2 separate regions of the Gossypium hirsutum genome follow, and region 2 is linked to region 1. The links are chromatin contacts, called in public Hi-C maps. All regions are on one chromosome and are shown on one strand. The core of a region is the stretch at or near the end of the contact, and the rest is flanking DNA. Distances in the headings are between cores, read along the strand shown. Region 1 overlaps LOC107920950 (ubiquitin-conjugating enzyme E2 variant 1A). Region 2 holds the start of LOC107922619 (plasmodesmata-located protein 6).

Region 1 (7,287 bases), core at 3,310-5,809:
TTCTCCATGAAAATAAAGAGATTATAGGATCTACACACCTTCAGGAGGCTGAGCAAGCTTCCTGTTTTGTGGAGACATCATTTCTTTCTTCAACTGAGTCAATATATCCTCCATTGTATACTCCCTCTGCCAATTAGCAAGCATGGGGAAAAGGCTAGGTTCAACCTGGCAATTTTAGCGGCTTTCAGTACATATTGTGGCATAAAAGGTCCTGAGAATAACATCACCTACCACTCCAGTTTCCTGATTGACACAGGTCATGTTTATCCGGGTTTGAAACCTCACACTAGGTGGATTATCTGGATAATCCTTGCCACAGAACAGTTTCAACTGATATATGCATCCTTCGTGAACAGTCTGACATGCAAAAAAAATAAGCAAAACTTAACTCACTTGCTTCATGGTTTGGCAAGCAACGATAACTTCATTTAAGTTGCGAGTATGCAATTATGCAAAGGACAGAATAACAAGGTTCATCTTATAGTGCATACAGACCTAAAACGGTACTCTCCATAAGATTGTCCAATACAACCCATGTAGGATAACTCAATCAAACCATATCCATCCTCCAATAAAAACCTAATGACCTAGATCTAATCCTATCCTTTGCACCAAACTAGACCTAAATGAATTACCTAGAATTGAGACTGTTTTAAGAGAGCAGGAATTTCATGAAGCAGCAATAACGATGACATTTTTGGGGGACAAATATGAAATGATGATGACATATAGCATGATTTATTCATGACGAACAGAGTAATTTCTAATTGGTGGTGAATTTCAATGAAAACGTATGACATTCTCAAAATGAAGAATTTTAATAGAGTTCTTATTTTAGTTGAAAGCTGTGACATCGTTAAATAGGATCAGTATATAATTTTTCAGAAGCTGAAGTTTATGTTAAATGTTCAAAGCTGCAGCTAGAGTGAGTTGCAGGAAGGATTACGATCATAAAGCTTGTATGTTAAACTTCTAGGTGAAACAGTTATAAGGAAGCTAAATGCATTTGCAGGTAATTGGTTAAATTTTCAGACACAGATTGGAATAAAGCAGGTAAATTTTGTGATAAAATAGGGATTAATAACCCTCAAGTTTGGACAGTAGAAAGTAGAAACTCATTAATCAACTTTCACTGGAAAGTACCTTCTTCGTGTATATATATATATAATCGTAAATGTTAATAACAAGCTATAATGCCACCTATCAGTCAGTCAGTCAGTCAGTCAATTGCACCCTACCCTGTGGTGCAAAAAGAATGGTTAAACTACCTACCAAGTCTCTGTACTATAAGTTATTGAAAGAGTAAATTAGTCTCTCTACTATAAAAGTGAGCAATTTAGTCCCTGTACATTTAAGTTTGCAGCATTTCTAAAAACATGACAACGACTAAATTAGTCACTTTTTTTTCCACATTACTTTAAAGCACAAGTCAGCATCTTTTAACTTTCAACCTTACCACCATTTACAATTTTGCATATTTGCTACAAAATTAAAATTGCAAGAACTAAATCACTCTCTTTTATAGTAGGACTAAGTTGCTCTTCAGCCAATAGTACAGGGACCCACCAGGTAGTTTAACTAAAATCAGTAAAGCAGCCTTCCAACTCTGGCTACAGCCTAATTTGCCTCGAGCGTTACTTCTTTTCATGTTTTCAGCATCCACACAAGTTTTTGGTTTTTTTTAATAAAAACATTGTCTAGTTCTCACTAGTAATTAGTCAATCATCTGGAATATCTCAAGGATTGCACCAAGTTGTGAAAATGTGCTTAGCTACAGGTACATGTCAACTTCTAAGTTGGGCTCAGACTCATCATTGCACCTCTCCACTAAAGTTCAGAAAGAAGTGCACTGACTGCCATACAGAGAGAGTGAGAGAGACTCACGTTTGGAGGGCCAATAATAGTCCCAGTCCATGACTGCATGTATATATCATCAGCATCGTCCATCCCATAGCTAACAGTTCCATCTCCAATTCCCTTTTCACCCCTCTCAAGCTCTTCTAGCAATCTGAAACTCCTGGGTACTGCAAAAATCAGATATTTTTTCCTTAGGTCATGATTGACACAAATCACACGTGAAGTTTGTATGAAGTCCATCCCAAATGCAACATCCAAAAATATTAAAAACAAAAGTTTCTTCAATAAAAAAAAAGGTAAAGCCTAAGACAAAAATGAAATGCTTGCATGTTGTGTCAAATAATGCAAAACAGCCAATACAATCCCAGAAACAACCATAATCCCGATAGCATACAATAGCATATGCCACGATTAATCACTCATGAACAATGAATGAGCACAAAAACCAGATATAAAAACAGAACTACCACTTTCCCTCATAAATAGCATATGACAGAACTACCACTTTCCCTCATAAATAGCATATGTTTGGCTCCATTTTTCAAAGACATTTGTCCAATATTGTCATTCAATCAACGACAGTTTTTTTACTGTAAGGTCAGCAGTTGAAGGAATATCCACCCAACATTCAAGTTGGTTTCACAAAAGAGATTGCACCCAAAGCCTTCCAAAATCAAATGCCACTGCACAGCTTTAAGTGTCTGTAAGGCATTGATACCAAGAAAGTTCACTTCTCAATAACCAAGAGGTGATCATCAATGGCCAAAGGGTATGCCATGAGATGGCTCAAAAAAAAAAGAAGGATTTGATTTGAGAACCATAGAAGGAAACTTTTAAGGCCAGAAAAAGTGGTCAAGGAAGTTTCCTCAATTCATTGACAGCAGGCTTAGTTTCCCCTAGGAATAAAATCAAACGTCTCTATTTTAGATTAAACATCTTTTGACAGTAACCTCCATCAAGCATCACTCACCAAATAAACAGAAAAAAAAATCATGTCATCTGCTGATGGCATAAAATCATTCTCACATGTACCAAAAAATGTTACTTTTCCACATCCTTGGTTTTGATTCAATATACATGCCTGCATGCAAATGGTCTTCAGACCTAAAAAGCTATGAAGTCGAGCAAGAAAATATGGGTATCCCAGATAAATAAAAAAGTCATCTACCCTAATACTAACCGGAAAGCGTCATCCAATCTGATTGTCATAACATCTTTTACTTGGTTGAAGTTGAAGCCTAATGCAAAAGGATTGGCTAGTTTAATTGGGATTATTATATGCATTTATTTTCCATACACTGTATACTCGACCACACAAACTAGCATCCTGATTTGCACTTATTTCATTTGTTCATTCATTGCATGCTTGACCAGAATTTCATCAATCAATTAGAAAGCAGATACAACTAGTCCTGAAACATACAGTTGCATTTCATCAACACAAACCAGAGATTAGGAAATCACAGGTTTCAAGGACAGAAAAAGTGTATAAGAAACTTTCTGATCCGCTTTGTGTCTCTTGTCTTGATTATCCATCACATGCTCACCAAGATGAGTTCTCGAAGCCTCAAGGTCAGCAGTCATGATTTGGACAACCATTGACTCAAGGATATTAAGATGGATTCTACAGGTCGTTGTCTTCTTTCAGCTTAAACAAATCATTGCCATTCCATTACAAGCTAAACCTGATACCTCTATTTTGAATGTTCAATTAAGATTGCTAGCACTCCATTTACAGTTGCATATGCGTCCCATGTCACAAGTGCTATTAATTAATCTCAACAGATCCCTTCAGAAGTGGATCAATGGTCTTGACATGTGAAATGAGTTAAAAAAAAGTAACTTCAGAGCTAGCACAGCCCATGCATCATAGTCAAACGGCCATTTTAGCATTATTTATAGTTTTCATGGGCTACAAGCCCTAGGCATGGAAAAAATTTAGAAGAGATGGATACCATTTTGAAGGTTATTTCTTCTTCTTTCTGAATGTAGCCAGTCAGCATTAATATTCTTTACTTGAAACAAGGTACATTAAACAAATGTTGCCAGATGTAATTAGTAATAATATAATGCAATGGCTCCGTTAGACTTAAAGGTATAAATAATTAAACTCAAAAGAGTACCTCAGAACAGAAAGTGAAAAGGAAAACCGATTAAAAATAACAGAACTACCTTAATGCAAATTCGATTAAGGGCTTTATCCATTACCAGTCCAATACCAAGGAAAAGGACAAGAACTCAAAGAAATAGAAAAACTGGCTTCCTTCATTTATTCCTACAATATCAGATTTACCAAATGCAAGGCTACAAATTCATAATCATAAATATCCCTATTATTAAAGCCCAAACTGAAACCGGGAATTAAACCCATTAATATTATAAAAATCTTGAAAATCCACTCTCAAGCATATGAAAACAAGTACTTTAGACTAAACAAAAGAACACCAATATTAAAACTAAACCCTATTTTGTACCAAATCCAAGGAATATCACACCCAAAATACACGAGATGCATATACTTTCGAAGCTCCATCAACAACGGAATGATAACAAAATTTCACGTATAACAAATAAAAATGGGAACTTTGAGTAACAAAAACGACAAATCTGGGGCTTTGAAAATCAAAAACTTACCAACAACACATGATCCTTCTGAACCCATTTCTTCTTTCAATCGTTTCAATTCAAAGGGAGAAAAAAAGAACAAACAGTTATGGTTTCTTTGATTCAAACGAGAGTACCAAACCCCAACCCAAAAAAAGAAAAGAAAGAAAGATGTAGAAGGAGAAATGTTAAAAGAGAAAGTTTGGAATCTAAAATAATAAAAAATCAACAACCACTGTTCAAAACTGACGATGAGTGGTCCACGACTGCTGTTTATCGTGGTCAGGCAAGGCAAGGTTGTTAGGAGAAAGCAATTAAATATAAAAAGTAGAAGCCTTTTCTTATTTACAATGAATAAAAATTATTTAATTATCTGTAACTCTGTTATTTTTTATTTTCTGTTTAATAAAAAATTAAATAGTAAATGTAATTATAAAATGATGATTTAGATTTAGATTGTGTTTGATAAATTGCAAAAAGTTAAATGATAAATTTTTATTATTAAATTTTATAAGTGTGGAAAATATATTAAAAATTTATTTGACATTATACTTTAAAGGAATTGAAGTTTATAACCCTAGTTTGAAAAGAACTAAGCAACAGCAAGATAACAAAAGAATTGCAAATAAACAATAAATTAAACAAAGTGGAAATAAAAGTGGTCCGTTCGCTTTCTTAGGACCTTAACCGTCCCCAGATTGCAACCCAGTTGATCAGAGGGGACCCTCTTCTCACTCTTCCAAAATTTCACCCTTCCGTTTCCTTTTTCCTCTCAAAAGATCTATCGCCTTTCCTCGGAGTGGACCCTTTTGGCCATTTCTTGAGTTAGTTAACCTCGTTGGCCGTCCGATCTTCTATCCTCCTCCATTTTTCCCACCGCGAACTCCGGCACTTCCCCTACCAGGTAAGCTTGCTCCCTTCGTTTTAATCCTCCGTTGCTAAAACATGCGCTTGGTCGTTCCTCTCCCTTGTTGTGTGGGAGAACAAACAGGTATGGAAATCATCTTTTAACGATTTTACATCTTCAATGAAAGCACTTATATATAATAGGCTATATTTTGTTTTCTTTAATTTTTGCCATTATATTTTGAAATTGTGTAAATTTGCCATTCAATTATTAATGTGATTGAATTTTACCAATAAACTTTGAATTTTTTTAAAAAAAATTTTCATCAAACTTTGATTTTTAGTTAAAATTTATCACTTAATGACTTGAAAAAAATCAACTTTAACTACTAATCAAAAGTTTTTTAAAATTCATACTTTTTTATATTATAGATAGATAAGTCATAAATATTTAATTTAATCAAGTTACATATTCAACTTTAACTACTAATAAATTAAGTCATTTATACTAACATTGTAACACCCTCGACTCAATTTGATTGGTTGAATCCAGGTCTTAGGTATTATCACGTTAATACAAATAAAAACTCAATCTACTTTTACAAATTACAATCAATTATGTTACTTAATTACAAAATTTCTAATTTGAATAGATAAACATGTACAAGAAGTAAATATAATTACAACACGTGGTAATTAAAATACAACAATATTTAATTTGAAACTCTAATACAATAAAGATGCCTTAAGTAGGGACTTCTAAGTAATAATTCAGTCCTGGAACACGTCGCCAATCTTGCTCTGTATGCACAATAACCCGATATGTCACTTCTTGGCATAGTCCTAACATCGTCCCTTTTGACGCAGACTTACATCATCTCTCTTGTAACATAACACCCAGAGATAAGTTTATAAGAATTTAGTGAGGAAAACCTCATTTACATGAGTCATATTTGCACATTGCAATTGATAGTTTAGATAGATGATCCTATCATCTTTAAACTTTTAACTTTGTCTCTGATACTTCCTCAAGTTTTGTTTCCATATTTAGATATCATACGTTACTCTGAAATCACTTCCTCTTATCGAAGTATTCAATACATCATTTAGTTCAATCAAAACAATCATAAATCTTTATTCATTTTCTTTTCAGAGATCAATACAATCAGTAATAACATTACGCTTGCAAACTTACTTCTAAGCCATCAAATCATCACAATTTAAAAGAACGTGTGCACAGACGACAGATACCTCTTTCGAACATACAAATTTTACATTTTTATTTTTAGACGAGTCATAGCCTTATGTAACTCTTTTTTATTGTATTAACCATAGAGACATGAAACTTTTCTGATCTTATTGATTTCACTTAAGAGTCATGTTGAATGCGCCTAATCGATTTATTATAAAACTTGCCATAAGAACATTCTTTTTGGTATGTCACTGAGAACTTTATTTTAACGTATCATAAGGACATTTCTTTCAGAGTTCGTCACGAATGATACTTTTTCATATTGCGCTACAAAGGCATTCCTTTCATATTACGCTACAAATGCATTCGTTTAGGGTTCACCGTGAGGGCATTTTCTTTCCTGATGTGTTTGTGATATGAATTTGCCTAGACTCACATTTCGTGAGATTTGCTTATCATGATCCTGGGACACGCAGAAAAAATGAATTGGGCTATAACCATCCTTTAGTCCCTTACAAAGGGTGCCATGACCATGGACTTTCCATTCAAGGTTCTTATTTAAAATCCCGGCTGACCCTTTTGAATATCACCACGGTGAACAGACACAAACTCTTCATGCCCTTCTACAGTTTAAGCCTAACATTTTATTTCACCGAAATATAACACATACGTTCTTGACTTATAATACATATTCCAGGCATACATATAACCATACCTCAGCATTACATTATTTAATCACCATTCATCATGTAAGAGGCCCAATTTGCCGGGGGCCAGACAAAAACCAA
Region 2 (7,287 bases), core at 1,610-4,109, 200 kb before region 1:
AATCATAAGAAAGTTATAGCAAATAATCTTGTGACATTGAAATATTATTTTGTTCAAGTACAACTGGAACGTGAATACCAACACCTAATATCTTAATCACTGTATAAGTGAGATCATTAAGCATCAAGTCTCGGAGATGATAGAAAATAATGTTGAATTGATAGAATTAAAAAAGTAAATTTAATCTAAAATTACAGATGATGAATTCAAGCTTTTGCCAACCAAATATACTAAAAAGTTCGCAAAAGCTGTAATTACAGCCAACAAATTCACCCACTAGAAATAACACTTGTATTTTCACACAAGTGTTCACTACTTAATTATACACTCAGAAAAAGAAAAAGGGGTTTAGGCTTTTTCCATCTTATACTGCAACTTTCTTTTCACTTGATTCAAATCCCCTGTTTCCATAAACATATATTTCCTATCAATTACCTTTGGAGATCTCAATTAAAAAAAGATTTATGGAAGAGGTCATCCAAAAGTGTAGCTAAAAGGGGCATTAGAGAATTTAATTACCAGAAGCAGAAAAGGGTTTTTAGTGAGATCCCTGAATTGATTGTTTTATTTACCACCTGCAAATTTTTTTCAAAAATAGGAAATGAAAATGATTCAAAAGCAAAAGGCAGAAAGAAAAGCTCAAATTAAAGTGAAAGTGAGATATGGAATTACCTTTGCCATTGTCACACAGTTTTGATAAGAATGATAAAAAGAGTATGATCAAAGCAACTGCAGCAATGAGTCCAATTAGAATTGCCAGGGTCTTTTCAATCTCATCATCATTGTTATTTGTATCTACAACATTCACAAACGTTTGAACCTATTACTCCAAAATCCGTGTAGAATAGAAATTGTTTAATTTACAATTACAACTTCAAAATCTATGACCTTTTTTCCCTAAGGAGGGGGTGTTGGAGTTGGGTGGCATTGGATTCTTCTTTGATTTAATGGGGCATTAATTCAACAGTGGACCTCAATTTCATGCAAAATTGTACCAATTTGTTGTTCCCTATGCCATATATATATATTTCGAAATTCCAATTAAATTTAAAATCGAATTATCTCAAATTTTTATTCATTATACTTTTTCAACTTCTAATTCCATTAAAGGGTAGATGGAAATAGTACTACATTTTATAATGAAATGGTATATACATTAATGAATGACCAAAAATGAAAAAGTAATAGTAAGGTGTTTAGACCTATGACATATTCACAAGTAATAAGTTGAAATATGTTGTAAACATTTACATTCTTTGAAAATTTTGAATATAATGTTGGTAGTTTTATTTATAGGAATTTAGTTTTTATAATTTTTAAATTTGAAATTTAGATTCAACAATTAATACTATTAAATTTTTTGATTAATTTTATTTGTGTGATATTTTAAAATTATAAAATACTTGAGAGTAATATAATTAAAACAATATAATTAAACAAATGATGTAACTAACCAGAATTTAATAAAAATTGTTAATAGTTGGATTTAATTTTTAAAATCTAAAGAGCAAAAAGAAACTAAATTCCCTAAAAAAATACAGGGACTAAATTCTAATTTTTTGAATACTACATGAACTAATGAAACATTTTAACGATAAAGTTACTTTTAAGTTTTTCGGTACCACAAAAAAAAATTTTTTTACCTGAAAATTAGAAAAGAAACACATAATCTCTATCTCACACGAGAGAAAAACAAAGTTTACGATTTACAATATTTTGAATAATTTTGCAAATCACACAAAATATTAACCACCACCACCACCACCACAAAAGGGGGGTGGAGATTGGGGAAGGAGCTTACTGCTCACCTTTTTGGCTGTGGGAGTGGTCTCCACCTTCTGAGTACCGCGCGTAGCACTTGGCCAAGTACATGTCACCCCATTTGGCAGCCCCACAGTCGGTTTTGAGCCGTCCGATCGCTTCTGATAAGCAATCTTGGCACTCGCTCGGACTCAAATCCCCTACACACTGAGCTACACCTTGTACATCCCCTGAACCGCTAACCCGGAACGGCTTGTAGGTACCATCACTTGCTCCCAAGTAACCCAACACCGCATCACGCCGACCCAATGCGTCCGAGTAAGACGAAATCGACGGCCCACATTTTTTCACCACCACCGTCTTGTCCTCCACCCCCAGGAAAGTCGTGTTATCATATTTAACGAAACACCCTTCGAGTTGCAACGCGCCACCCGTAGAGTCAAGGCAAAGAGTGCCAAGTTGACTGACGGCTTTCGCCACACAACGGCCACAATCACCGCTGTTGAGGTTACCACGGCACTGGAATAGGCCGTAGACAGTGTCCTGATTGCTGGCTCCTGGAAGGGTAAAGTTACTGTAAGAGGTGTACATGGCTGAGTTGACCAGGGAAGTGAGTATGGAGTTGACGTTGGACTCATAAGGTGAGCCAGACGTGTATTTAAGCTGCGAACAGCCACCGAAAACGAAGGAATCGGTGGCTGAATTTGATGGTGTTATGAAGAAACACCATACAGCGAGAAGAAGAAGAAACAGCGACGTTGTTTTCGTAGCTAAAGCCATGGGGGTGTGTGAGAAAAAGAAGGGTTTGAAAGAGAATATAGAAAGGGGAGTGAAGGATGGCTTAAAGAAGAGGCTATCAAAGCATTAAAAACTGATGGATGCCACTGTTTTGTGTGAGAGAAAAGGAGAGGATTGTTGCTTTGAGGGGAATTTACGTAAGGAGGAAACCAGCTTCGTATTTTCACATGAATTTCCATATATGATTTTTTTCTCATATATTGTTTTTATAATGATTATTGAATCATTTTTTTACCAACTGCTTTAACTAATCGAAGAATTCGGACACTTTTTTTTAAAATTACTAAAGTAGATAAAAGGGTTTTGGTATCGTGTTAAAAAGTTTGCGACAAATCATTTCTAGTATTATTAACATTTTAAGAATGATTTACTATGGATACTTTTTGAGTTGATTAATGAGGAGTAAGGTGACATTAGGGGTTCAAGACAATTTTTTTTTTCTTTTTCCTTTAAAAGTTAGAAGAAAATATTATTGATTAATTATTATATTTATTGGTTGTTTAAATAAAAAAAATTAACAATATGAATCATTTAACTAACGATATATAATCCACAGTTGAATTAAATATTTTATTTGTATTTCAGTAGTGTTAAATTGAAGATTTGACCAATTAAATCTAAAAACAATAATTTCGATACCCATGTAAATTAAAATTTGAAAAACGTGACAAATCATCATATAGTAATAATATTACTAAGAATTAATTGCATGAATGAATATTTTTTTGTATTTAATTAGTTGGAAAATGACATTAGTGAGAGATGAGGGGATTGAGAAATGAAGTAATATAGTATAGGGTTTTCAGTGTTGGTGAGGTTAAAAGTCAGATGTGGTTGTGGTTGAGGGACCGGTGACGGTTGACCCGTATAACATCAAAGATGGTCTGGGACTCCTACATTATAATTCATCCATCAAAATCAATTCCATCTTTCATTTGCAAAAATCATTTGGTTCGGTGTGCTATCAGTTGAGTTTAGTGAGATTGGAAATATATTTATTCAGTATAGTTTTTATATACGTATCACATGAGGCCTTCAATATGGAGTTAGTGCGCGGAGCAAGATTTTGGATGGTTGGAGGGAGGAGATTACAATAGAAAGTGATAGGTACAAGTATTAATATTATTATTTTAGTTGATTTAATGATCAAAGATTCGAAAAGGGATTTTTCTAGCTACTTCTAGAAATCAAGTATCGTAGGAGAAAAAAATTTGCAATTTGTAGAAAGTTTTAATTCGAAGATGAGGTGTGGGGTGAGATGGGTACCTAAGTTTGTAGTAAATACAAATATATTTATCCAAAGGATTTTCCTTTTACTGGTAAAATAACGAGGCTTAAACAGCCTTAGCCTCAAAATCTGCAAGCACTGTTTGCCAACGGCTTCCAACAAGGTTTCTTAATTCCGGGCACCACCGTAGCCTCTTTCCTCATCTGTATTAATAGTAGACTTTCAATCATGAGATTCCGAAACCCTATCTGAATATCTCAAATTTCGTATAATAAATTATCTTAAACCTAACCATCTACCAACATATTTTTTATATTAAAATATCTTATTATTTATGAATTTACTTTTACTTAGTATGTAGGATGTTAAAAAATCTCAAAACCATAGGACTCCAACCCGATTTTTTTTTAATTGCTTTCAGGTCGGATTAGTTAGTTTTTTCATTAAAATTACAATTTAGGTAAAACCATCTTCCCCTGTCTTGTCCCAATATATTTACAAGAATACCCCACTTTTATTTTCACTTGTGTGTATCCCTTCCTTTGCACAGGGAATTTAACCATAGCTTAAAATCTTTTAAAGATTTATTTTTAAATACTAAACTCTTTAGGTTTATAAGATAAAACTGTTGAAAAAAGTTTAAAAAAAAAATCCAAAAGATTAATAAAAGCAGTTTCTTTAGAAAAAAATCATTTTGTTATTAAATTAAGTTACAAATTCATAAAATTAAAAGTTAACTTTAAGTTTTTCATTATTAAGCTTTCGCTTTCTTAATTTGTGGAAATGAAAGTTGACCGCTTAGTTCTATAACTATCTTTTTACTCAAAATATATAAATACATAATGTAAGAAAAATAAGAATAGAAATAGTTGAAAACAATAGATGATATTTTTGTTGGTTTATTTTTGTTTTTATATAATTAAAATAAAATACATTAATTATATTTTTAAAATATTAAAATTTATTAAATTATTTTTTGAAAATGAAATGAATATTTAATTTAAATATCTAAAATCTTTACGCTTACGAGTAACTCAAATTTTAGTTAAGAATTCAAATATCTAAAATATTTACATTAAAATGAATTTAGTGAATGATTTTGTTGCCTCATATTCATATGCGAAATGAATTAATACTAAATAAATCTAATATTCAAATATGTAATATATATTTGTATATGTATATAAATAGCGATTGTGTTAGGCATATATATTGTGTTAAGTCATGGTATTGATCATTCTAGTATGCTTAAATTTGTGATTCATTATTTTTTTATTTGACCAAATTTGCCTAATCTGTCATAATAATATCATTAGTTAATCTAAATAATTAACACCCTTTAATGATTTCAGTAGCTAAATAGAGTTTTTTAAAACACTTATTCTAACTCATAATGCCAAATAGAACTTTTTTCTTAGAATAATTTTTTAATAAAATTTCATATCAATATTTTAATCAAACAGTTAATGATATTAATGATCTAAAGTAACTAATATTAGCCCGCCAACCAACCTTACTAGAATTGATAGATTCTTACCAAGTGATGGTGGAAGAATGCAGACTTCTTGGTTGGGCCCTCCGCAAATACTGTAGTGGAAGTAAAGCTAAACAAATTGAGTTAGAAAAGGCCTTGGCTTCCAGCAACCAAGCACTAGCCCAGCTTCGCCAATCACACGAGGCTTCAGTCCACTAAAACTAGGAGCTAACCAAATCTGTCTCCAGGTAGGAGACTAAATATAATTCTAAGAAGAAAGAGTTTGAGGAGAGAATACGCCAACTGAGGAGCTATATCCATTCCTTAGATGAACAACGTTTGACGCACTTAGAGAGGATGCAAAAAGAAAACAACGGAGCCCTAGAGTGTTACAAGGTAAAAACCAAGGCAAGGATACAAGATTACCTTCCAAAGCTGAGATCCAACCATATTCTACACACCGAAGTCATTGTGGGACCTTTTTATGTGAGTCAAGTAAACTTCAGCTGTATGCGTAAGCTTACCAACATCAATCTAGGCTTCAATGCACTCAATTTTTTAGGGATTGAGTGGGAAGAATTTTAAAAGAAGTGGAAGGAACCTAACAACCTCTTCTTCTCTCTAGAACCAGAGCCAACCACTCCTGATCCTATTGAGGAAGCTGGTTATGATGGGGAGGAAGACGTAGAGGAGATCGCTGATTAGCCAGCTGAGGATAATGTTTAATTGTTCTTGTACTTGTCTCCCTATTTTAATAAAAATTTCTACCTTTCTTCCATTGTCTCTTATTTGAGCTGTACTTACCTTTCTTTTTGTTGTTCTTAAATTATTTATTACCAACTCGTAACGATCCTCCAACCTATACACAATCACTTAACACATGACACCTTTATTTTCGTCTAAAGGGCTAAGCCAGATCTAATGTATCATGCATATAAGGGCTATTCTTTAATTTCCTATGTTTAGAGGATCAATTAAACCTAAGCTCTGATACCACTAAATTGTAACATCATTTGTAACACCCCTAACCCGTGTCCCTCGTCGGATTTGGGTTACGAGGCATTACCGATCAAAATACAACTAAGAACAAACATCCATTTCAGTTTAAGTACCAAACAATATATTCATTTCAATTCTATTCATCTAGTATAAATTTAAATCAAACTAATACTTTCGATTCTATAATTCGTATTTTCCCAAATTAACATTCAAGCTTCTACTCAATTATATAAAAAAATTCGTATATATATATTAAATACTTAATCAACTAAAGTCAATTATGCTTTATGTTTTATGACATATAAACAATCCATGCTTCAAAATTCAACATGTCAATATTATTCCTTTAACCAAAGTGTCGAATCAATTATCATGCATCAAAGTCATACTACATAGGCTTTATAAAGAATATTTCACACTTTATAACCATAAAACTTCATGGCATTCGAATGTCTAATTAAAAAAAATCTAACGTAATTTGTTACATATACTAGGCACACACTTCACAACATTCATTTGTATATATATATTCCATTAGCTAATTATTGAACATGTTATTTTTATCAACACATTTTGATGTTATTTATCTTAATCAAATAAGCAGTTAATACACTTCCCAACTATGCTCAATTTGGACTATAATAATGCAACCAGTTAAAAATGCATTTTTGCCTAAACCAATCATACCAACATTGGACAACATATGTATATACAATGCATTACCTAACATATAATTTCCAGCCCCAAGACATACCGATTCATGCACAATTCATACTAAAATACTATCCAAGATTATGCCAATTTCTATCATCACTTAATTAATCACTTAACCAACAATAAAACCACGTTAATTTGGTCAAATACTCACGACATTACAAAACACATATAAATTCTATATGTCCCTAGCCGAATTGTATATATACATATTTTTATACCATTTTATCTCACAAAAAAAACCCAAAACAATTTCATTATTAACAATTTAACTAATACATAATCAACCAATTACCAAAATTATTCATTCAAA

The links. Hi-C and Micro-C count contacts between places; a contact is called where the count stands out from the background.
Region 2: a contact with region 1 is called in a Hi-C map of hypocotyl, with 4 times the contacts expected there. The contact joins the promoter of LOC107922619 here to the enhancer-like site in region 1. A contact is called at or near these places in 16 of 34 Hi-C or Micro-C datasets (anther, callus, hypocotyl and 3 more).

Annotation. Positions count from the first base shown.
Region 1 is chrD01:44,957,378-44,964,664 of Gossypium_hirsutum_v2.1, reverse strand. LOC107920950 (ubiquitin-conjugating enzyme E2 variant 1A) reads right to left here. Exons shown (of 5, transcript XM_016850781.2): 1 at 4,492-7,287; 2 at 1,885-2,024; 3 at 232-357; 4 at 39-165. The coding sequence starts at 4,519. Among protein-coding and RNA genes, the nearest start is that of LOC107920950, 4.0 kb to the right of the region's middle. Within about 2 kb of position 4,559, at least 5 of the 9 cell types and tissues checked have an H3K27ac peak or open chromatin away from gene starts, as enhancers often do.
Region 2 is chrD01:45,158,685-45,165,971 of Gossypium_hirsutum_v2.1, reverse strand. It overlaps LOC107922619 (plasmodesmata-located protein 6), which reads right to left and starts at 2,859. Exons shown (of 4, transcript XM_041086532.1): 1 at 1,809-2,859; 2 at 673-795; 3 at 520-575; 4 at 138-401. The coding sequence starts at 2,541. The coding sequence ends at 565.